6 separate regions of the Mus musculus genome follow, and all the other regions are linked to region 5. Evidence: chromatin contacts called from public Hi-C, HiChIP or PLAC-seq, Micro-C and promoter capture Hi-C data. All regions are on one chromosome and are shown on one strand. The core of a region is the stretch at or near the end of the contact, and the rest is flanking DNA. Distances in the headings are between cores, read along the strand shown. Region 1 holds the start of Cacng6 (calcium channel, voltage-dependent, gamma subunit 6). Region 2 has its middle 21 kb from the start of Oscar. Region 3 holds the start of Isoc2b (isochorismatase domain containing 2b). Region 4 overlaps Gm35037 (a long non-coding RNA gene). Region 5 holds the start of 9430041J12Rik (RIKEN cDNA 9430041J12 gene). Region 6 has its middle 46 kb from the start of Oscar.

Region 1 (3,788 bases), core at 962-3,461, 700 kb before region 5:
CTGAGGACTGGCTGATGCCAGTCCCCTGCCATTTCAGAACTGATTCCAACCAAAAAGTCCAGAGTGGGGCCAGCAGAGGTGGCACTTGTGTTCCAGGCACCTGGTCGTAGCAGCTGATGTACTGGAGGAGCTACCTGGGGAAGGAAGGAGTTGGTGAAAGGTGGGTCCCACCTGGGTGGTCCACAGAAGGGCTGAGAGAGGGAGTGAGGGCTAAGAATCAGACCCTGCTGTCATGCCACGTGGCTGTCCCCTGTCTGGGTCTCTGCTGTAAAAAAGGCCCCCAGGGACACACAGGCTAATAAATCCAATAAGGACAGTTGCTCTGTTTCATGTGTCCCAGCACCCTAATTCCCTAGAGTCTGTCTTTTCTACTTTCTTGGGGACTGAGGACTTGAACACTGAAACTGATCTAATGACCCTGAGGATTCTGGCCATAGGGGCCTCTTCCAGGTCTTGGAGTATAGGTTCAGACAACTCTAGGAATACAAGCCCTAGCTCTCCTTCTTCAGACCTGGAGGCCCCCCACCCCCCATCCCAGCCCTATTCCCACTCCCCTGTCCAGACTGAAGAGTCAGGTTCCAGGCCTCTCTCAGGCCCACAGTCCAGGCCTTAGTCCTCCTCCCTCAAGACCAGGAGCCTATACTGAAGCTCTGTTCCCACATACATATGAGTTCAACCCTTCTCCCTGAAACCCTCAAACTACATACCCTGCCTCTCCTCCCCCAGACTTTAAGAATCCAGACCAAGCCCACCTCCTCCAAACCTTCAGACTCAAAGAGTCCACCCCGCCCCCACCCCCAGTACTTCTTCCAAGCCTCTGGACCTCAGAATCCTGCAAGCCAACTAGGGAGCTTCCAGCCTGGACTGCTCAGGACAGAAACACAAGTTCTCTGACTTCACTGGCTCTTTGAGATCCAGATTTTGGACTTTGCAGCCTGGTCCCGGACCCTTGGGGAAACAGATCTCCCTTCGTTCGCTCTGTTGAAGACCCGGCCCCCAGCCCCTCCTTCCAAGAGGCCTCCCTCCCCCGCCCCTTGTCCCCTTAAAATACCCGGATCCCTATGGCAACAGGCGCTTGCGACAGGTGCGAGTGTTATTTACGGGTCGAGCCTGAAATAGCCGGTGGGGTGAGGGGGTGGGCGGATGGGGCGAGGCAGGGAGCGAGCGCAGCAGGTCCGGAGAGCTGACTGGGTAGAGGCGAGCAAAGCTGGACGCTTCGGAGGCATCGCGGAGCTGGGGCCGGCGTGGCGCAGAGGCAGGAGAGCTCAAGGGACCCGTGCCCGGGAGACCCGGGTGGGAAGTCCAAAGGGAGCGCGGGACCCTGAGCTGAGTTTGGAGCGATCCTGGCCGAGCAGGACTTGGGAGCCCGGGGGAGGGGGAGCCGAGTAACTGCAGACAGACTGACTGAGAGTCCCTTTCCAACTCCTGTGTCCCCCAGGGTATTTTGCCTTGGTTTTCTAAGCCAGAGTGTAGACCACAGTGCCTTGGTCTGAGCCCTGTCCTGACTACAGAGAGTCCCCAGCCTCTTTTTCTGGACCTCATTGTGATTCTCAGCCACTGTAGGAGACCTGGGCTCTTTTTTGAGTAGTCCCTGGCTCGCCCATACCCCCTCGAATTCCAGTGGGGTCCCAGATTTGCTGTGAATACTGGAGCTTCCACTTGCCTCTCTCAGACTTGGAGCGATTTCTAACTTTACCAGTGAAATCCCAATTCTAACTTTTGTATAGCCCAAAAGTGTTCTGAGATTCCTCCTTTCTCAAATTCTGAGCCAGAAGAAATCTAAACTATATCTCAAACACACGAAAAACCTCAGCTCCCCTCTTTTCAAGGGAAAACTGTGAGACTTACGGGAGACCCCATCAGCAACCTTTGGAAACTGGGCAAGTTTTCCCTTGGGCTCCTCAGTTTTCTCATTGGCTAGGTAAACCTCAGAGTAGCCTAGCTTTTTCTCTAGGCCTCACCTGTGCCACGTTCATGTGCATAAGCCCTGGTAGCATCCTTAGGCCAAAAATATAGTTAGTTTCTCTTCTCAGGGGCAAAGGCCTCCACTCTTGCATTTGGGGCTCAGCTTTTTCTCATTCCCGATCTAGTTGACACTGAGCCTACTACTTCCTTTGAAAGTCTAGGCCCTGCCCCCTGCCCCTTAGGACCCGCTGCACAGGTCTTTCTGACTCCTTGAGGCTCGCCTGAGCTCCAGCGGATCCCATCATCATGATGTGGTCTAACTTCTTCATGCAAGAGGAAGACCGACGCCGGACAGCTGTGGGCCGGCGTCGTGCCCAAGAACAGCAGAATCTCGGCTTGACTCCGGAGCGAGAGGGCAAGATCAAGCTGGGGTTGCTGGTGGCAATCGTGGGTGCTACGCTGGCTGTGCTGGCTGTGGGCACCGAGTTCTGGGTGGAACTCAATACATACAAGACCAATGGCAGCGCCGTCTGTGAGGCCGCCCATTTGGGGCTGTGGAAGGTGTGCATCAAGCGACTGTGGCAGGCGGATGTGCCCGCGGGCAGGGAGACCTGTGGCCCAGCTGAGCTGCCAGGAGGTGAGAGGCTGTGTTCTGAGCCCAGATCTGTGTCCCACAGTCAGGGAGAAAGAAACTTTTGTCTGGGGGAAACTTTTGTCTTGTTCTTATCCCCCAAGAATGTTTGTGCCCAAATCAACCTGTGCTCACAGAAACTGGAGAGAAAGGGGGCGGGGAGAGTGAGAGATGTTCAGGGGTAGCACATATCCCTAATTAGCATATGCCCTAAAGAAACTTGTTTCTTAAAGTTTGCCTTCTAGCTGTGGCCTATGCCCCAGACCAGCCTGTACCCCTCAGACAGCCTGTGCTTCCAAACCCAGCTGGTCCCCTCAGAACAACAGCCTGTATACACCCCCGCCAACCCGTATCCCCTAGAACTGCCTGAATTCCCCACCAGACAGCCATGCACCCACAGACAGCCTGTGCCCTTAACTAGAAGCCTGGAGACATCCCACATTCCCATTCTGTGTGCCTCTGTGGAGACAGACCACCCTACGCCCACCCGGAAGTAAAAAAAAAAAAAAGTTCTATGTTGATTCTCTGTTTTCAGATACAATCAACTGAAGTTCTTACCAGGTCTACTCACCGCTCTGGGTGCACTTTGTACCTCCTTAGAAATGTTTATTTCCAGTTCCTCTCGCCTTGACATGGTCGGGACAGACATTACAGCCCTCCTCCCTTACTCTACAGACACTCCACACCCCTCATGGAACCCGGTGGTTCCTCTGCTCTCAGCTGTGCCTCTTACTCTCTGACAAAACATGCTATGCCCTTTGCTTAGTGGGATAATCTACATTCCCCTAGGAACTGGATATGTGTTTATTTTACCTCTTTTGACACCCATCAAACCCACTTTGGTTATATTAGCTTGATGAGATCTTTGCCATGCTGGTCCCCAGCATGTACCCAGTATTCTCAGGACCCCTCAAGAACATCCTTCACCTTCATCCTTCACTCCCTCTGGGCTCTGGATGGATTTTTTTTTCATTCCTCAATTCCTACTTTTTCAGATGTGATATGGAACCCAAAATAGGATGTTCTAAGCCTTTGATAGCTAAGTGGAATGCCTTCACTGTCTGTGGCCTGAACTACCTGTCTGTCCTGATCAGCTATCTTAAACAGTTTCCTTTTGCTGTTTCTTACTGTTTGGCACTTCAATCGAGATGATCCCAAACCTTTGCAAAATGGGATGACAAAAACAAATACGGGATGCCAGTTGGGTCTGGTGGTACAGGTCTGTAACCATAGGTACTCAGGAGGCAGAGGC
Region 2 (3,736 bases), core at 836-3,335, 530 kb before region 5:
GCAGATAAAAGTGCTTGCTGCCAAGTCTGATCACCCAGGATCAATCCCCAGGACTCACGTGGCAGAAGAACAGAACTGACTCTTGCAAGTTGTTCTCTGACTTCCACATGTGCATCATGGCACATGCATGTGTACCAGACAGACAGACAGACAGACAGACAGACACACACACACGATAAATAACATGTAATTTAAAAATTTAAAGAGCATACACAAAAGAGAAATTTGAGAGAATATTATTTCCTGAGTAGAGACTTCGCTGCTACTACTGTGCTTGCTGAATTTTTTTGTTTTGAGACAAGGGCTTAGATAGTTCAGGCAAGCCTCAAACTTTATATACAGGAAGGTTGAACTTGAACTTCTGTCTTCCTCCACCTCCAAAACACCAGGATTACAAGTGTGCACCACTTGACTTGCTCTAGCAACTTTAACAACATCTGCTACAACTGTAGTGAGCTCACCATGGCTACCACTGTTTTTTAATGTCTTGCTGAACTGTTCTTCACAAGAGCTAAAACAAAGGGTAAACTCTCTTCAGTTTGATATGGCCATTGGTTCGCTCACTAAATTGAAACACTAGGGCTGGGGCAATAGCACAGTGTGAGAGCATTTGCCCAGCATGCATGAGGCACTTGGTTCAGTTGCCACACTGGAAAACAGAAAGAGAAAAGGCTCTGGCATTGTCTTGAGTCTTTTAATCTTTCCACAGAAGTGTGGGAGGAAAAACAACATGGTGTGCTAATGAGTGCCTTCAGACCTGACAGTTATGGTGCTTGGAAATTCAGAGATGTCAATTATAACATAGTTACCAGGGCAACAGAGGATCAAGGGAGACCACCATCTCTAGTGCTTTTGGATGCCTGCAAGGTTATTTTGTGGGAGTTATACTTTAAGTGACAGAGCTATAGAACTGAAGAAGGCAATGCACTGACAACCATAATTAACATCCATAGCTCTCCACACTATGTGGGATTACCAGACACATTTATAGTCTTTTAAATATTTTCAGTTTAACATTTTATTAAATTGGACTCAAGTTATAGTTTCATGGCTTGAGATTTTATTTTGGGGGGCTGGTGAGATGGCTCAGTGGGTAAGAGCACTGACTGCTCTTCCGAAGGTCCTGAGTTCAATTCCCAGCAACCACATGGTGGTTTACAATCATCTGTAATGAGATCTGATGCCCTCTTCTGGTGTGTCTGAAGACAGCGACAGTGTACTTATGTATAATAATAGAGAACAGGGACTGAGTGAGAGGGGCCGACTCCAATGAGCAGAAGTCCTAAAATTCTATTCCCAACAACCATATAAAGGCTCACAACCATCTGTACAGCTACAGTGTACTCATATACATAAAATAAATAAATCTTTTAAAAAAAAGAGAGAGATTTTATTTCTTTATCTACAGCCCTCTCCTCCTTTCTCCTCCCCTGCCATCTTCCTCTGCTCCCCTCTTCTTTCACCCTTCCTCTCCTTAGTTGGAAAACAGAGGGTGAGATAGCCTGTCGTGGGAAATTTAAAAAAATAATAAAGGGAATGTAGAACCTGCACGTCTGCGTGCTTGTGCCTCTAGAGGCCCCCAGTGGTCTGGCCAGCCATGCACTGGTGGGCAATGGCCGACCTGTTTTTATCTCATGGAGACTCTGACTCAGAACTCCACAATCTCTCCACCCAGATCTCTAGGTTCTCACTGGCAGGTCATTACCATGCCAACCCCGTGCCTCAAATCTCCCACCTCCTTTGTGGTGCACATCTAGCAAACCCAGGCTTTGCTGTTGTACCTTTCTCTCCTGAAACCAGATGAGCCACCATGTGAAGGAAAATGCAACACAAACTTAGTTCAGAAACAATAGTAACTCAATCTCTGGGCACAACCCCGAAAACCTAACCTTGTAAGCCTTATTAAAATCTGATTCCTCCTGTGGTGAACTCTTGTGGCTCTGCCATAATATCTGGAAACTCTAGCAGCTACATTTTAGGCATTTGCTATCCCCGTTCCAAAACGGGGTTAATTCTCTCCTGCTACCTGCTACCTCTCTTCCTCCCTCCAACCCAGAAGTCCCGCCTACTCACCCAGTGATTGGCTCCTTTATTCATTAGGTGATTGGTTCATAAGAACAGCACCAGGCCGGTCCACAACACTTGCCCCTTTCTGTTCTAAAAAAAAAAAACCGCCGGGCAGTGGTGGCGCAAGCCTTTAATCCTAGAACTTGAGAGACGAGGCAGGCGTATTTCTGAGTTGGAGGCCAGTCTGGTCTACAGAGTGACTTCCAGGCAGGACAGCCAGGGCTACACAGAGAAACCCTGTCTCGAGGGGAAAAAAAAAAAAAAAAAAAGCCAGGCTGGCAAGATGTTTCAGCGGGTAGGAGCACTTGACTGCTCTTCTGAAGGTCCTGAGTTCAAATCCCAGTAACCACATGGTGGCTCACATCCACCCATAATGAGATCTGATGCTCTCTTCTGGCATGTCTGAAGACAGCTGCAGTGATAATAATAAATAAATCTTTAAAAACAAAAAAAAAACCCTTTCTCTCAAATATAAACAGAACACAACTATTACCATTTTATAATCTATAGAGTATAAGATTGTTCATCATTTATGAAATTAAGATAGAACATTGTCATCTATCTTAAGTTAAAAGACTTATGGTTCTACCCTGACTTATGTCCTGGCTTTAGATAGTATACCATCTGAAAATCATCCTCTCAAATCTATTCTTTCAAAGTAAATAGCCTGGGTTGGCTATGAGACTATTAATTAATTTTTCAACCCCATCAGAAATCTGAGAATGACCAACATTAACTGAAAATAAATAAGAAGCCTAACACTGCTTCCAGAACTGAGACAAATTGTAGAGACAGCTGCCTACCTATACAGCCCCCGTAAGTCAGGAAGTTGGAGCATGTCTTGAGCCTTCTGGCCCAGGCTCATCTATCTGACAGACCTTAGAGATACAGGAATACTAAGGACTAGCCTATTCTGTCTCAGCAGAACTAAGCTGTCCTAACCTGTAAATTGTGTCCTTTCAAGAACAGTACAGGTCTGCAGGAGAGATTGGCAATTTTCTACCCAGTGGCAACCTAGCCACAAATGTAGGGCCTCACTTGAAGAAAAGATGCTCAGCTGCTTCTTTGAATCCATGAATGGGAAGCTGTTAGGAGCAGATTTGTCTCAACAAGTGAATAAATGGCATTAACTGTCACATTCTGTGGATTTGTGACATTTTTGAAAACCAACTATCCCTGTAAGTAATCTGGACTGTTCTCCATTAACCGCTCTCAGCTATTTCTAATTACAGTCTCTGAAACACCCTAACAATAAAGTCAGAGCCATGAATTTGCTATTTGGTCCTTAACTCACAGGCTTAATCATCTTAGATCAATTTATAATAACAGTTATAGAACGACTGGGTCTAAGCCCTATACTTTTAAATTTTTTGTATCAATACAAGAAATTTATACCAGCCAGGCGTGGTGGTGCACGCCTTTAATCCCAGCACTCGGGAGGCAGAGGCAGGCAGATTTCTGAGTTCGAGGCCAGCCTGGTCTACAGAGTGAGTTCCAGGACAGCCAGGGCTACACAGAGAAACCCTGTCTTGGGAAAAAAAAAAAAAAAAAAACCTTGATTTTGCATCAAAATAAATTCTGTATCAAAATAAGAAATTATGACATCAACTTAGTAACAAGTAAAAATATTTCTACAAAATGAGATTACAGCTATGCAATCAATTCTAGC
Region 3 (3,564 bases), core at 190-2,689, 750 kb after region 5:
ACTGCAGCCAGCCAAATTCTCACTGTGGATTCTTTGTAGCCAAAAACAACTGCAAGGGAGGTCTCCAACACAGACATTTAAAAAACAAAACAAAACAAAAACAAAAAAAAACCAAACAAAAACCCACAAACAAACAAACCTGCAAGGGAGGTCTCCAACACAGATAAAAAGTGCGCCAGTGAAATGAAAAGCGCAAGAACGGTATGGCAAACTCCCATCTGTGCTCCCTGAATGGCAAATGTAGATTTTTTTTTCCTTAAAAATTTCTATTTATTTATTTAGTTTCTATATGGGAGAGGGTATCCATGCCATGGGGCATATGTGGAGGTCAGAGACAAGCGAAGGAGTCATTTCTCTCTGGATCCCAAATGTGTGTGTTGATCAGATTTACTTTTAATTTTAAAAAAATATTTATTTATCTATTCCCTGTATATGAGTGCTCTGTCTACATGTATGCCTGCATGCCAGAAGAGGGCAGCAGATCCCATTACAGATGGTTGTGAGCCATTCTGGAAGAGGAGCCACTGCTCGTAACTGCTGAGCCATCTCTCCAGCCCGGACTGGGTTTATTATATGAGTGTTTGACCTGAGACTGCATAGCCACATGCATGTAGTGTCTGTGGAGGCTGGAAGAGGTAGTCGGGTCCCCTGAAACTAGATTTAAAGACGGTTGTAAACCACCGTCTGGGTGCTGAGTACCAAACCCAGGTCCTCTACAAGAGAAACCAGAGTTCTTAGCCACTGAGCCATGTCTACTCGCCCCCCCTTCTCTATTCCCCTCATAGGTTTTTAAGGCTTATGTCCCAAGGGCTGGGTTCTTGGCTTGGGAACCCATTTTTGGGAGGCACAGTGTGAAGGAAATGAGCAAGGGGGCTGGATGGAGTTCAGTGGTAGAGAGCACTTGATTTGCCTGGCTTTCATGACAGCCAGGCTCAGTTCGCCAGATTTGATCGAGATGGACTGGGGACACAGATGGGAGAGGATCCACGATGCTTTAGGGAGAGCGATACAGAGGAGCACGTAATTGTGAGAGAAGCGGGGACCACAACTCCTGGAACCAGGAATTTCAGGCTGTGTGACCCTGGGTGAGTTTCCCTTCCTCTCTGGGTCTCTTTTTTTCTCCAGGGTTAGCTCACTGGCGGGGTTGATGCAAAATTTGTCTCTAGAGAGGGTTGGGGACTCTCCCCGCGGGTCTATCCTGAGACCAAATGGAATGCCATTCCAACCCCCGAACCCGACACCCTGCAAAGCTTCCGTTTCCCGGTCTGAATGACGGGATGGTGGGTTTGCAAACAGCCAGCAAGTAACGAACCGGACTTACTCGAAGGTCCCAGGTTCGAGTTCGGGCCCCTTTTCCAAGAAGTCCCGTGACCTTTTCCCCGCTGGATTCCCACTGACCCCGTACTGGGCCTCCTTTTTGCCCTTTGTAGACACGTAGTCAGAGCCGCGGGTCTACACCCCCGCGCCGAGCCAACCAATCGGCGTTCGCCTCACTCTGTTCTACTCCATCCTGTTAATTCGATTGGTCTGAAGAAACTGGAGCAGGCGGAGAGACAGAGGGTAGGACCAATGAAAATCCACGGAGGGAGGGCCTTGGCTGAGAGCTCGGCTTCTAACCCGGAAGGAGGGTGAAGAACGACCAGAGAGCTAGAGGCTCAATCTTGGCTAGTGTAGGGTTCATGGCACCATCCACTCCATCCGGGGCGACCGGGGAGAGGTGATGCTTTCTGTAACCTAGCTCTAGGAAGGCTGAAGCACGAGTATCGCCAGTTCGAGACTAGCCGGGACTGCGTGGTGAGACCCTGTCAACCAAAACAACAGCCGGGCATGGTGGCGCAAATGTTTAGTTCCAGTAATCATCATAAACCGATGATTTAGTTAATGGTTTAGTTCCAGTACTCAGGAGGCAGAGGCAGGCATAATTCTGACTCTACAACGCGAATTCCAGAATAGCCAGTACAACACGGAAGTAAGTCCTGTCTCGAAAACCCGAAAGTCAAACTAAGAAAACAAAAGAACAAGCCTCGTAAGACATTTTCCCCCACTGCTTGCCAGTTAGCTTTTTCTCCAGGAATTCAGGACTTGTCTCCTTGGGTGGTCTATATAGAAAACTGACTCTGTACTTAGAAGTGGGGGTTAAGAGAGAGAGGATTACTTCATCCAGATATATAAACCTGGTATGGTGGCTCAGGGCCGGTAATCCCAGCGTTCTAGAAGCTGAGGCCTTGAGTTCAATGAATAAGAAAACAAAAGCTGATTACGGTGGCTTAATACCCATGACCCCAAGTACTCAGAAGTGGAGACAGGAGGATTTCTTCACCTTGAAGTTATGAGAAAAGGGCTAGGCATGGTGGCTAACGAGGACTGTAAACCCAGCACTTGGGAGGCTGAGTGTGGGTGAGGATCTTTTGGGGGAGAGATATATATATACACAGAGTTCCAGGTTAGCCTGGGCCACAGAGTGTGACACTGTCGAACAAAGAAAAAGAAATAAGGCTGGAACTGTAGCTCAGGTGGCAGAGTCCTTGCCTGGCATGAATAAAGCCTTCGCTTTAGTGCCCAGCACTGTATGCATGGGGGTGGGGTGAGGGTGGGAGAGATGGGGGATGGGATGGGACTGGGAAGGCAACCGGCAGAGGTTCAAAGTTGGTCTCCCCAGAACAGTGAACTCAAGTGCATCCTGAAACTGAGCCTCAAAAACAAAATGAGCTGAACAAAGATTAAAAACAACAAGCCAGACAGTGGTGGAGGCTCACAGTCGCCTGTAATTCTACTTCCAGGGGCTCAGACACCTTCTTCTGGCCACTTTGGCACTGAATGCATGTGGTAAGCAGACACATGGGCAGACACACACCCAAAATTTTATAAACACACACACACACGAAGAAAAGAACCAGGCATGGTGGTACATACCTTTAATCCAAGCACTCTGAAGGCAGATGCAGGCAGATCTTTGTGAGTTAGGATGTCAGCCTAGTCTACAAAGTGAGTTCCAGGACTCCCCAGAGCTACATAGTGAAACCAAGGGCAGGTGTGTGGGTAGCGGTAGGGGTTGGTAAAAAGAAAAAGAAAAGAGAAAAGAAAGGGCAAATGCCATCACTCTTGTGTTAGAGTCTATAAAGTTAATTGGCAGGTGCTGGCTTCAGTTCCCTTAACAGCTATTCACACCATGTACGTTAGTGCCGACACTGAGCCTGTGGCTCTCGCCTAGCGTAGAATGCACAACTGGGAGGTACCTGTGCCTGGCATTTCAGGAGATCCGTGGGAAGTGGGAAAGCCTGTGAAACCCATAAATAACACAGGCTCTCCCCTCCTCACCCCCAAAGCCAAAGGCAGCCCCTCCAGAGTTCCCACCCTTGTAGTCCGTCCCTGGCACAGCTGTGGATATAACTCAGATGGTGGAGCACTTGCCCAGCATGCATGAAGCTCCGAATTCAATCACAGTGCCATGCAAATCTGTACAAAAATAGAATCTGTATAATATAAATAAACCAAGCCCAGGCCCCCTTCTTGGACCACAGCCCAAAGCCTTCTAGACTCAGGGTCCACCTCTGGTCCTTTATG
Region 4 (3,629 bases), core at 67-2,566, 660 kb before region 5:
GTTCTCCTTTCTCCTCCCCTCTTTTTAACCACATGTATGTAAATATAGATTCTGCTAATGAGAGAAAGCACACAGTATTTTTCTCTCTGAGTTTGGTTGACCTCCAACTCCATCCATTATTTTCCTGAAAAGGTCACAATTCCATTTTTCTTTATGTCTAAATGCAACTATCTTGTGTATTTATTATATTTTGAGACAGTATTTTGGGGCTGGAGAGATAGTATTTTAAAGAATGTTCTTTATGCATATCTACGTGTGGGTATGTCAGATCCCCACAACCCGAGTACAGGTTCTGGCTTCCTAACTCAGGTCCTCTGGAGAACTAGCAAATGTTCTTAACTGCTAAGCCATCCTCCAGCCCTTTAAAATAGTATTTTAATTAATTCCTTGAAAATTTCACAGAATGTATTTCGATCGTATTTACCACCCACCCTCAACTCCTCCCAGATCCACTGCCTTTCTCTACCTACTCAATTTCAATTTGTCTTTTTCTTATGAAATTCATTGCTGCCTAAATACTCAAATGTAGGACCATCCCACAGATCGTGATCAATCCACCAGGGGCCACACCTTTAAGGAAAACTGACTCTCCTAGAAGCTATCAATAGCTCTCCATCGAGGGTGTGGCACTTTGAGCTTGCACGGGTCTTGTGCATATCGTCAGAACTTCTGTGAGTTCATATATGCAGCTAGCTGCCCTGCTGTGTCCACAAAACTGTCTCATTGTAAGAATTTATCACCTCTGACTCTTCAATCTGTCTACACTGTTTTCTTCTTTGAGACAGTATCTGTCTACACAGGCCCAGTTGTTGGTCCTGGAACTTACTGTGTAAACCACTCTGGCCTTGACTTCATAGGGATCCACCAGCTTCTGCCTCCCAATTACTAGGTTCAAAGGTGTGCACCACTATGCAAGCTCCACCCTGTCTTTCTCTATTAGCTTTGAGGTCTGTGAGGATGGGATGGGATATAGATTGGGTTAAGTACTCCCAAGTCCCTTATTCTCTTCTCCTGTGCATTTGTGTGTTTTCTTTATTCATTCCTTGGTTGATGGGCATCATTGGTTGCAAATCTTGGCTGTTGTGAACAGTATTGCAATAAGCATGTACACTCAAGTGTCTCTGTACTATATTGACTTAGGTTCCTTTTCGTGTATGCCCAGAATACATAGGCCAGCTCTGTTTCTTTTTTATTTTTTTGAGGAACCTCCATCCTGGTTTCCATAGTGGCTGCATCAGCTTACAGTCCTAGCAGCGATGAATAACGGGTCTATTTCAGTTCCTTCTTTCCAGCATTTTGTCTCTGATTTCCTGGATGATAGCCATGTTGAGTGGGGTGAAATGGAATCTCAATGTAGCCTTGATTTGCATTTCCCTGATGACTAAAGATATGGATGGAATGCTTTTTCATATATTTCTTGGCTCTTCGTTCTTTCTTCTTTTGAGAACTGCATGTTCCTTCCTTTGGCCTATTTGCTGACTAGATGATGTATTGTTTGGCATGCCTACATCTTATACAACTTCTGTGCTCACAATAGGGTGACCACCTTATCTCAATGTATGCAATGTATTATGAACAAATTCACTCCCATTAACTTTGTGTGTGTGTGTGTGTGTGTGCGCGCGCGCGCGCGCATGCAGGCAGCCACAACTGCTATGTGTCCTGAGAAATCCTTCCCTACTCTTTTAAGATCACAGATGCCAACATATTGAGAGCCCCTCACCCCCATACAGCATTCTTGTGAAGTCAGGGACAGCTGGCCTCCCCACAAACAGGAACCTCATTGGAGATCTTCTGTTCACAATGAGAAAGGAAATTATCCATCTTCACTCAGCCCAACCTTTTATCCAAAGCTGCAAACAACAGAGTTTTAGTCCCATAATTCTCAGCTTCTTCTCCAGCACGGCCCTCAGGGATGGACCAGACGATAAAACAAAACAGGACAAATTCGTTTTTCTCACAGTCTGCAGGTTGAAAGTTGGGGATCAAATGTCAGTAGTTCTCCAAGGACGTGGGTTTTTTTTTTTTTTCCTTGTTCAAGAACAGTAAAATTACAAAAGCTGCTGTCCTTGGCTGGCAGATGGCAGCCTTCCCACTGAGGCCTCACATATCTTTCTTTCTTCTCTAACATTTTTTTATATGTAAGATAGATCTATTTGTGTGTGTGTGTGTGTGTGTGTGTGCATGTGTGCGCACATGCATGCCTGTTGTGTGCAAGTGTGCGCACATGTTCATGCACACACACACACACACACACACACACTCTCGCACGCGAAGGTGAACTCACCTATGTGCATGTGCAGAGGTCAGAAGAGGGCATAAGGATATCCCTTATCGATTTTGTCCCAGTTCATTTTAACTGTCAACTTGACATAGCCTAGAGCCATCTGAAAAGAATACCTCAATTGAGGGATTGCCTAAATTGCATTGATCCTTGGCGCTTCCACAAGGAACTGCCCTGTAGGATTACCTAGCCCATTGCAGGTGGCACCATCCCTAGAAAAGATGAGCCCATGCTGTATAAGAAAGCTGGCTAAGTAAAAACTAGTCTGCTGTCGAGCTAGCAATAGAAAATTGCCCATGGTTTTTGCTATTCTTTGGCTGTGGAGTGAATTACTTGATTGCATCAAATCAAGCATGCCTGCCATCAGGTTCCTGCCTTGAACTTTTGTCTTGCCTTCCCTCAGTGATGGACTGTGACCCAGAAGTATAAGGAAAGTTGCTTTCAGCAAGCACATTTTATCACAGCAGCAGACAGGGAAGTAGAGGGAGGCTGGTGAGAGCACTCGTTGCTCATAAAGAGGATCCAAGTTCAATTCCCAGTACCCACATGGCAGTTCACAACTGTTTTTTAACTCCTGTTCCAGGGATATGATATCCTCATATAGACATGCATGCAGGCACACCCCAATGACATCCTTTTATATCCCTAGACATCTTCCCTCCAATTCTGTGTCCTCCTCTCACCTGCTAATTCTACATATGAGAGAAAATAGATGAGACTTGGCTGTTAGAGTCTGTTTTATTTCACTTAACATGGTGACCCCCAGTTCATTTTCTTGAAAAAGGTAGAACTTCATTTTTTTTTCTTTTGAGACTGAATAAGACTCTCTCTTGTGTATATACCAGATGTTCTTTATCCATTCATTTCTTGATGGACAGCTAGACTGATTCCATGCTCTGGCTGTTGTGGCTAGTATTATAATAAACATAGATTTGGAAGGACCCTTTTTTTTTTTTTTTCCCCGAGACAGGGTTTCTCTGTGTAGTCCTGGCTGTCCTGGAACTCACTCTGTAGACCAGGCTGGCCTTGAACTCAGAAATCCACCTGCCTCTGCCTTTGCCTCCCAGGTGCTGGGATTAAAGGCATGCGCCACCATGCCCATCTAGGACCCTTCTTTTTCTTTTTGTTTCAGTCAAGAATATAGACTGGACTGGGTAAGGTAGCTCAGTCAGTAACAAGCATGGGGGTCCCCCCCCCTTTTTGAGTCTTTACAATCTTTAAAAATACTTTATCATATATGTAAGAGTTCTTCACCCACATGTATGAATGTACACTACATGCACATGCATGCTTAGGGCCCAAGAAGATCAGAGATGGTATTGGGCATCCTGATACTGGAAGTACA
Region 5 (3,657 bases), core at 396-2,895:
AGGAAGATTTCTGTCTAGAAACTGTGTCCATATACAGGTAATGACAAAATGTGTCGTGGAGAAGGAGACTCTTACCTAAGCAGAAGCTGTCTTTACAAACGGAAAAGTGAGGGATTTTTTATTGGCGCGCCTGGCTAACTGCTGCTCAAATACTAATGACCTTTACACCAAGGTGAAGGTTTTACATAAGGATAAAGAGCTTGTGTGCTTGAAAGAGAAATCCCAGTATCCTGGCTCTTATACAGACAGGGACAAGGCGGGCGAATCCATTTTGTTCTCAGCAAGCACAGCCCCTGCATACCACTGACATGAGCAAAGACCCTTCACCTGCACAGGCAGCAGGTGGGAGCCCAGGAGAGGGCGGAGCAACGGGGACCACTGCTCACGCCGCATTGCCTCCGGTGACCGCCAGAGGCAGCACTGAGGCGCTGCCTCGCCTCCCCCCTCCCCAATCTCCACCCCCGGCCCTCCGGGCTCCTGCTCCCGGGAGCCCCGCAAACCCCGCTCCGCCCGCGCCCCGCACAGCACCGAGGCTCCCGGCCCGGTCCGCCCCGCTGCCCCTCCCCGGGGCCATGGGGGCACCCCCGGGCTACCGACCCTCTGCCTGGGTGCATCTCCTCCACCAGCTGCCCCGCGCCGACTTCCAGCTCCGCCCGGTGCCCAGCGGCTTTGCTCCCCGCGACCAAGAGTACCAGCAGGTGGGATGGCAAACCTGGGCCAGGTCCCCTGGGAACAGGAGGCTGGGTCAGAGTTCCGGCGTCTTAGGGGCTGGGGACCCGGCCTGCATTTGTGAGTACAAGTCCAAGATCAGAGGTATAGCGCTCATACCTTGAGGTTCCCCTAGGACGTGCGCTGGGGGTGCAGACCCCTCTCTTCCCAGATAAGGAGAGCTGGGATCCTAGACTTCCAAGAATCCTGAATGGGAGGAGATGGGGGCCCAGCATTTGGGTTTCTGAGACCTGCCTGGAAAGCCAGTCTTTAGGGTCATCTAAGGAAAGGTCCGCTCTTGAGGTCCCAGGCGAGAAGGACCCCGCCCCCACAGAATCCCGACTAGTAAATATGTCCCAGATTAAATTAAAAAAAAATTTTTTTTTGGCGGGGGGGTGGGGGTAGAGAAAGGACTGAGAGAGGGAAGGCAGGGGAGGCAGCCGAGGTCTGGGAAGGATTGATATCCTCAAATAGGGAACAGAGATCAGGACTGGGGAAACCAGCTGAGGTAAGATGAGGATTCAAGGTGCCTTCAGCCTGTCCCAGGAGGGAAGGGGTTGTTAGGGTGCCAGAGAGGGTTGGGATAGAAATGTGGTTAGGTTCCAGGCTAAGGAAGACAACAGGCCTGGGTCCCAGGAGGGTGAGGCTGGTGGTGGACCCTCACAGACTCTGGGGTCCCTAGGGAAAGAGGCCCAGCTGCGGTTCGTGGGGGGGGGGGGGCGGAGGTGCTGTCCCCTGACCCAGTTTAATTCAAGTCCTTGACTTTGAGATTAATGAGGAGAAAAGCTTGGCTGAGCTGGGGGCCTGGTGGGGGGCTGGGAGTTGGCCTTGCCCTCCCCTCAAGTCTGAACCTCTGTGGCAGCCCTCTGGGAAAGGGGCACAGGGTTGGGAGAGCTTCGAGGGAGGGGGATGTTCCCAGAAAAGCAGCGAGGGGGATCGTGTGCTGGTGTGCTTGCTATTTGGGTCATGGCTGGCACAGCCTGAGCGGCTCCTCCCTGCCTACTCCACCCGCCCCCTCTCCCCTCCAAATGAGCACCGCCATCCCCTCGCCCACAGCCACTTACACAATCGCAGCCTCCAGCCGGTCGGCCCACCCACTCCCAGCCCAACTCTTGGGGCTTATGGCTCTGGAGAGTCCCTCAGCCACGAGGAATCCCCTCCTGGGGTCCCCAGTACCACCACAGCCGCTCAGAGCAGTTCACTCAACCCTCAACCCGATACTCATCAGTCAGTCACAGCTGAGGCACACACAGTTGCATTCCTGGGACATTATTCTTCATAGAAATGGCCATTGTGAGCACAGAAAGACCAACTAAGAGAGCCTCTGAGATAGGACCTGAACAACCATATGACCAGTCACATATACACAACACACTCGTGTGTGCACCATCACACACGGGCACACTCATACATTATGCACAGCTACCCTATCTCACATGAGCATAAGCTCACACACACACACACTCACTCAGTCTACTTAACACAACTCACTGACTGAAGCAGCTGTGTTCAGAAAACATTAATGCCCGCAAGTATTCTGCTGCATACAGACACGCAGCATGGTCTACACAAATACCTCATCCTCTCTCCATATGCCCTCATCTGATGGAAGGCAAACTCACGGCCACATCAACGTTGCACTGCACACACTTGTCGGGCACACAGATGATGTGGAGGGCAGGCAGCTGTGCCACCGTTTAAGGACAGTGGCCCCTGGGACTGCAGGGTTGTGATTCTAGATCTCACACTTCCATTACTCTGCTGTGTAACTCTAGGACAACTGTGTCCAGCCCTGGGCCTATGAGAAGACATGAGACACAGGTCTTCTGAAAGACCCTACCATATGCAGAGTCCACTATAGTATAGTTTATCTGAAGCATGGCCTCACTCTCTAGTCGGGGCTGGCTGGAGTTTGTGTATTGATTGGTCTAGCCTGAAAGTGTGGCCGTTTTCTCACCTCAGCTGCCAGAATGCTGGGGTTACAGGCATGCACTATCACACCTAGATCAGAGCCGCCCTGTTCCACAAGGTGTTTCGAGCTGTAAACATCCCTTCTGCCTACCTTTCCTTTCCTCTACCCTGTGGGTCTCGCTACACATTCCGCCCTGTCTGCTTTTTCTATAGTTCTGTATATGCCCCTCTTTGTCTCTTCATCTCTGTCTGTCTCTCTCCTCGATCTCTGATTTAATCCTTCTGATGTTTTGTGTGTCTTATCTCCATATCTCTCTCTTGTTTCCTTGGCTGCCTCTTTCTGTCTGCATCGTCATCTCTTTTGCTCATCAGTCTCCCTTCCCTATCTCCATCCCTGGGCCTTGACTCTCTCTCTCTCTCTCTCTCTCTCTCTCTCTCTCTCACACACACACACACACACACACACACACACACACACACACACACACGCTGTCACAGCATCCCTGTTTCCATCCCCAGCCCTGGGGTGACAAACTCAGTTGCAGTGGGTGTGTGAGCTCAGTAGCAGGAGGGAGAGAGGGGTAAAGGAGGCTGCCTCTCCTGTTCTCCCGAAATACAGACACGGGGGCCTTCCTGCCCCTTATTCCCATACAGTTCAGAGAGCAGCAGCAAGTCCTTGGGGCATGTTTCATTTCAATTGCCATGCAGCTGAGAAGGAACTTCTTGTCTGGGACATGGAAGTGCCCTCTGAGGCTTCTCAACACCTCTTCCTCAGGCCCTGCTGCTGGTGGCAGCCTTGGCTGGGCTTGGTTTAGGCCTGAGCCTCATCTTCATCGCTGTCTACCTCATCCGCTTCTGCTGCTGCAGGCCTCCAGAACCCCATGGGGCCAAGAGTCCCCCACCCGGAGGAGGTTGCGTCACCTGGAGCTGCATTGCTGCCCTTCTCGTGGGCTGGTAATGGGGCCCCAGGGTGGGTGGGGGCGGGGACAGAGATTCCTATACTCGCTGTCTTTTTCTAGAGACCTTGGGGGTATGAGC
Region 6 (3,848 bases), core at 1,160-3,659, 550 kb before region 5:
ATTGTTCTTCTATCTTATTCATCAAGGCAGGCTCTCACAATCACATCATAGCTCTTGGACATGGTTACTCTCACCAGCTGGCTTACCTGAAAGTACGCCCTGCCTCTGCCTTCTAAAGCTGGACTTACAGGTGGATTACCACGCTCACTCACCAATTTTATGGCTGCCCTATGAATTCTGTCTTCCCGCTTCACTACCACTAGCGATTAAAACCTCAGCTGAAAGCATGGAATCTATGTTCTTTTGAATTCTGGTCATTGAGTGACTGGGTCCTGTGCCCTGATCATGGCATGGTCAGAACTAGAGACTACAGCCCTCGGGCATTAAATAAAGTGTGCACTTTATTTAATTTATTATTTATTTAATTTATTATTTGAGGCCATGTAAATTCTCATCTTTTATTTCTTCCTACACACTTAATTATTTCTTATCCTAATACTTTCCAGGCATGAGGACTAGATTTTGGATCCCCTTAAGCTACTTAGTTTCTAGACTTACCTGTAACTCCAACTTCAGAAGAAGGATTCCCCCAAAGCTAACTGGCTAACAAAAGTAACCACACCCAGGAGGTATGGTTTGGTTGTGAGATCCCATCTTCGTGAACAATTAATCACTTTCAAGCTCTGCATGCATGCTCACATACCCCCCATGCAGACATGCATACACACACATGCACAACACACACATACAAAAATAAAAGCAATAACTAAAAGTATTCATTTCTATCGCAACTGCCTCCTGACCTCCCCAGCCCCTCTGAAGACGAACACTCTTTTCTCCCTCCCTTTCTCCCTTTGGGAGATTGACAAGTGTCGTTCTAAGGAAGCCCCTCCTCACCTGTGACCAATAATAGGATTTCAACACTGAACTTTTCATCAGGGTTCCCACTCCCATAGCATTCACAGCATCACTGCTCTAACTCCGTGAGATAGAACTCAAATGCATACTTCCATCCCATAACAAGATTGAAATCAGATGACCAGCCTGACAAACCAATTCGTGTCTTGAGATACAAATTAATACCTTCTTTTTAAAAAGCACACTTTGCACCTTGTATCTTAGCTATACATAGCAGAGTCACATTGCCTCTGGTGGGAACCACAGAGCTGGGCCAGATATTCAAGGTGAGTTTGTCAAAGGACCCTGGAAGAAAGTAGATCTTAGAGTTGTATATGACATATCGTCCTGCTCCCTGGGAACCATTTAAATGAAGGGATGTAAAAAAATAATAGACGCCTCATGGTGTATGATGCTGTAAGTCCTCTCTCTCTCTCTCTCTTTTTTCGTTTTTTTTTTTTTTTTGTAAGTCCACTCTCTTACCATCTATCTTGCAAGTCAGTCTATGCTTGCATTTCAGGCATGCAGTGCCCGTGGTGGCCAGAAGAGGGGCATCACACGGCTCCTAGACTCTGAAATTAAGATGTCTAGGCTGGGTGTTCTTTTCTAGACTCTCAAGGACAAGATCTTTCGTATTACTTAGAAGATTCTAAAGATTCTACAGAAGAATTCTTCCATCTGCTAACTTACAGCAGGGCTAGAGAGACGGCTCACCTAGCAAAGGCACCTGCTGCCAGTCTGATGATCTGACTTGGATCATATGTGGTGGAAGGAGAGAACCTATTCCTGAAAGTTGTCCTCTGACCTTCACAGGTGTGTTGTGGTGTGTGTGTGCATGCGCGCATGCTACATAAATCTGGCAATCACAGTTATATCCTTGGAACCCAGATACATACATACACACACACACACACACACACACACAGATTTATATATGAATATATTTATACAGCCTTGTGGTGATGGGTGATGGTTCACAGCTTTAGACTCAGCACTTAGGAGGCAGCAGTAGGCGGAACTCTGAGTTTGAGGTGCCTAAAGAGCAAGTTCCAGGACAGGCAGGGCTTCACCAAGAAACCGTATCTTGAAAATCCAATATAATTATACATACAGTATTTATAGAAAAATATATTATTATACATATATGACATATATACAACACGCATATATAATATACATTATTATGTAATGAAAAAGTGTAACATAAAAACAAACAAACAAAAAATTCTAGGCCTTTAGGCCCAGGCTTGAGAATGTGACCTTTGTGACTCAATGCTCCAAGGCATGCTAATCATAAAACAGAAAGCGACATTCCTCCACTCACCTGCTTCCTGGATTCAGGGAATGTTCCTTCAAAGAAAGTCACCCTGACCCACCCTGACCTTTCATGGAAACAGCTATGTAAATGTGCTATTGTTAGGGGCTCTTAGAAACTGTCTTGAGAAATAACCCGCACAATTACCAGGTATACCTTGTGACTCTTGTGACTTTGCACTTCCTCATTGACTCTTAACTGGTATTTTTGGTATTTTCCAACAACACCCTCCCCACCCCCTTGAGTTGTGGTTTCTTCCTTTAAATACTACCTTACCCAGCTACTCGGGCACCACGGTCCTCTACTGCTTCATGGTATATGACTGTGATCCCGAGAGTGCTCTTGAAATAAAAGTCCTCTTGCAATTTGCATCAAGACCATTTCTCATGAGTGATTTGGGGTCTCGCCTCTCCTGAGTCAGAACATGGGGGAGTCCTCACGTTGTGGGTCTTTCAGTACAATATATGGTTAATATTGTCAACTTGAAAGGACGCCTTTGATCATGCTTGTGAGGGATTACCAAGATTAGATTAGCCTCTAAGAATGCCCATGAGGGGGTGCTGGTGAGATGGCTCAGCGGTTAAGAGCACTGACTTCTCTTCCAAAGATCCTGAGTTCAAATCCCAGCAACCACATGGTAGCTCACAACCATCCGGAACAAAAATCTGATGCCCTCTTCTGGAGTGTCTGAAGACAGCTACAGTGTACACACATATAATAAATAAATCTTTAAAAAAAAAAAAAAAAAAAAGAATGCTCATGAGGGACTGCCTAGATTAGGCTAGTCGAGGTGGGAAAACCCACCTTAACTGTGGGCAGTATCATCCCATTGTCTGGGGTCCTGAGCACCAGCATTGACCATTTTGGCTATATATGTAATGTCTTCCTTGGCCATGAGGAAGACACATGTGTACACACAGACACACACACACACACGAGTCTCATTCATTTGGCAGAAAGCCATTGAGAAGCTCAGAACCTACTGATTTGGAGAAAAGAGGAAAATGTGTGTAAACCATCCAATAGTTGCTCATGTTTACAAAGTGAAACATAGTCAGTTATCCTTGTGGACTCACTGGCTACCTCACTGTCTTTACCAATTCCGTCCGCCTCTCCAACCCACCCACCCACCCCAAATGGCCCTACTCCTCCTAGGACTTACCAAGACAGAACAAGATCAAGAATTGGGAATTAATGATGCCCCTTGTTAACATACTTTCCCCAGAATGCATCTTCAACTTGCTGTTCCTGTTAAAGTTTAATTCTGGGACCTGCCAGTAAGGGCTGTCCTTCAGTTCTTAATCTTCAGAGCTAGCCCACAACTTCTGTTTCATGGTGATAATCAGGACCTGATCTCTCAGCAAAGTATCATACCACTTCCTACTGACTTGGTTTTCGTTGGTCTCCAACCACACAGAAATAATTCAGACCACCTACTTCTAAGCTTATTCATGCAATTCTACCAAGCTTCTGAGGAAATGCTAATCATATACTAATTGGTGTTGTCCCCTGCCCTTTTGTTGTTTGGTTTGTTTCAATATTAATTTTATTTATTATTTGATAGTTCCATACATGTAAACAATATATCTTGAGCATCTCCAGCCCCATCTCTAAACTCCCACTTCTCTTAGACACTTCCGTTTTTGTTGGTTTTTTTGTTTTTTTGTTTGTTTGTTTGTTTTTGGAGACAGGGTTT

What was found. Promoter capture Hi-C pulls out the DNA fragments that hold promoters and counts their contacts. A called contact is a pair of places that touch in the nucleus more often than the background predicts. HiChIP or PLAC-seq counts read pairs in DNA pulled down with a chosen protein or histone mark.
Region 1: a contact with region 5 is called in an H3K4me3 HiChIP or PLAC-seq map of forebrain, with 4 times the contacts expected there. The contact joins the promoter of Cacng6 here to the promoter of 9430041J12Rik in region 5. A contact is called at or near these places in 2 of 39 promoter capture datasets (embryonic stem cells and liver), 3 of 115 datasets of contacts at active chromatin or transcription factors (embryonic stem cells and forebrain) and 2 of 9 other capture datasets (adipose tissue and liver).
Region 2: a Micro-C map of embryonic stem cells shows a contact between it and region 5, with 1.9 times the contacts expected there. The contact joins the enhancer-like site here to the promoter of 9430041J12Rik in region 5. A contact is called at or near these places in 4 of 39 promoter capture datasets (embryonic stem cells, erythroid cells, liver and 1 more), 1 of 15 datasets of contacts at CTCF or cohesin (large pre-B cells), 19 of 484 Hi-C or Micro-C datasets (the Ba/F3 cell line, the HL-1 cell line, cardiomyocytes and 6 more) and 13 of 115 datasets of contacts at active chromatin or transcription factors (embryonic stem cells, epiblast stem cells and stem cell-derived neural progenitor cells).
Region 3: a contact with region 5 is called in a Hi-C map of regulatory T cells, with 3 times the contacts expected there. The contact joins the promoter of Isoc2b here to the promoter of 9430041J12Rik in region 5. A contact is called at or near these places in 7 of 39 promoter capture datasets (the C10 cell line, cranial neural crest, frontonasal cranial neural crest and 3 more), 1 of 484 Hi-C or Micro-C datasets (regulatory T cells), 3 of 115 datasets of contacts at active chromatin or transcription factors (cardiomyocytes, embryonic stem cells and memory CD8 T cells) and 2 of 9 other capture datasets (adipose tissue and liver).
Region 4: a contact with region 5 is called in a Hi-C map of cortical neurons, with 5 times the contacts expected there. The contact joins the enhancer-like site here to the promoter of 9430041J12Rik in region 5. A contact is called at or near these places in 1 of 39 promoter capture datasets (embryonic stem cells), 2 of 484 Hi-C or Micro-C datasets (cortical neurons and embryonic stem cells), 1 of 115 datasets of contacts at active chromatin or transcription factors (embryonic stem cells) and 3 of 9 other capture datasets (adipose tissue, liver and macrophages).
Region 6: a promoter capture Hi-C map of embryonic stem cells shows a contact between it and region 5, with 2.5 times the contacts expected there. The contact joins the enhancer-like site here to the promoter of 9430041J12Rik in region 5. A contact is called at or near these places in 6 of 39 promoter capture datasets (embryonic stem cells, liver, neutrophils and 2 more), 7 of 115 datasets of contacts at active chromatin or transcription factors (embryonic stem cells and epiblast stem cells) and 2 of 9 other capture datasets (adipose tissue and liver).

The regions. Positions count from the first base shown.
Region 1 is chr7:3,422,451-3,426,238 of GRCm38.p6, forward strand. It overlaps Cacng6 (calcium channel, voltage-dependent, gamma subunit 6), which reads left to right and starts at 2,212. Exons shown (of 4, transcript NM_133183.2): 1 at 2,212-2,542. The coding sequence starts at 2,212. It overlaps 3300002P13Rik (RIKEN cDNA 3300002P13 gene), which reads right to left and starts at 995. Exons shown (of 2, transcript NR_126426.1): 1 at 824-995; 2 at 1-134.
Region 2 is chr7:3,593,251-3,596,986 of GRCm38.p6, forward strand. No RefSeq gene overlaps it. Among named protein-coding and RNA genes, the nearest start is that of Oscar, 21 kb to the right of the region's middle. Within about 2 kb of position 2,086, at least 88 of the 459 cell types and tissues checked have an H3K27ac peak or open chromatin away from gene starts, as enhancers often do. A contact at or near this core is called in the Ba/F3 cell line, differentiating embryonic stem cells, embryonic stem cells and 1 more, where this site is marked.
Region 3 is chr7:4,864,740-4,868,303 of GRCm38.p6, forward strand. Isoc2b (isochorismatase domain containing 2b) reads right to left here and starts at 1,440. Exons shown (of 6, transcript NM_026158.2): 1 at 1,322-1,440.
Region 4 is chr7:3,455,940-3,459,568 of GRCm38.p6, forward strand. All of the region lies in intron 2 of Gm35037 (a long non-coding RNA gene), which reads left to right. Among named protein-coding and RNA genes, the nearest start is that of Gm35037, 5.4 kb to the left of the region's middle. Within about 2 kb of position 1,317, at least 14 of the 459 cell types and tissues checked have an H3K27ac peak or open chromatin away from gene starts, as enhancers often do. A contact at or near this core is called in cortical neurons, where this site is marked.
Region 5 is chr7:4,119,083-4,122,739 of GRCm38.p6, forward strand. It overlaps 9430041J12Rik (RIKEN cDNA 9430041J12 gene), which reads right to left and starts at 1,646. Exons shown (of 9, transcript NR_033568.1): 1 at 829-1,646; 2 at 598-726. Ttyh1 (tweety family member 1) reads left to right here and starts at 448. Exons shown (of 14, transcript NM_021324.6): 1 at 448-698; 2 at 3,395-3,573. The coding sequence starts at 573.
Region 6 is chr7:3,568,537-3,572,384 of GRCm38.p6, forward strand. No RefSeq gene overlaps it. Among named protein-coding and RNA genes, the nearest start is that of Oscar, 46 kb to the right of the region's middle. Within about 2 kb of position 2,410, at least 18 of the 459 cell types and tissues checked have an H3K27ac peak or open chromatin away from gene starts, as enhancers often do. A contact at or near this core is called in embryonic stem cells, where this site is marked.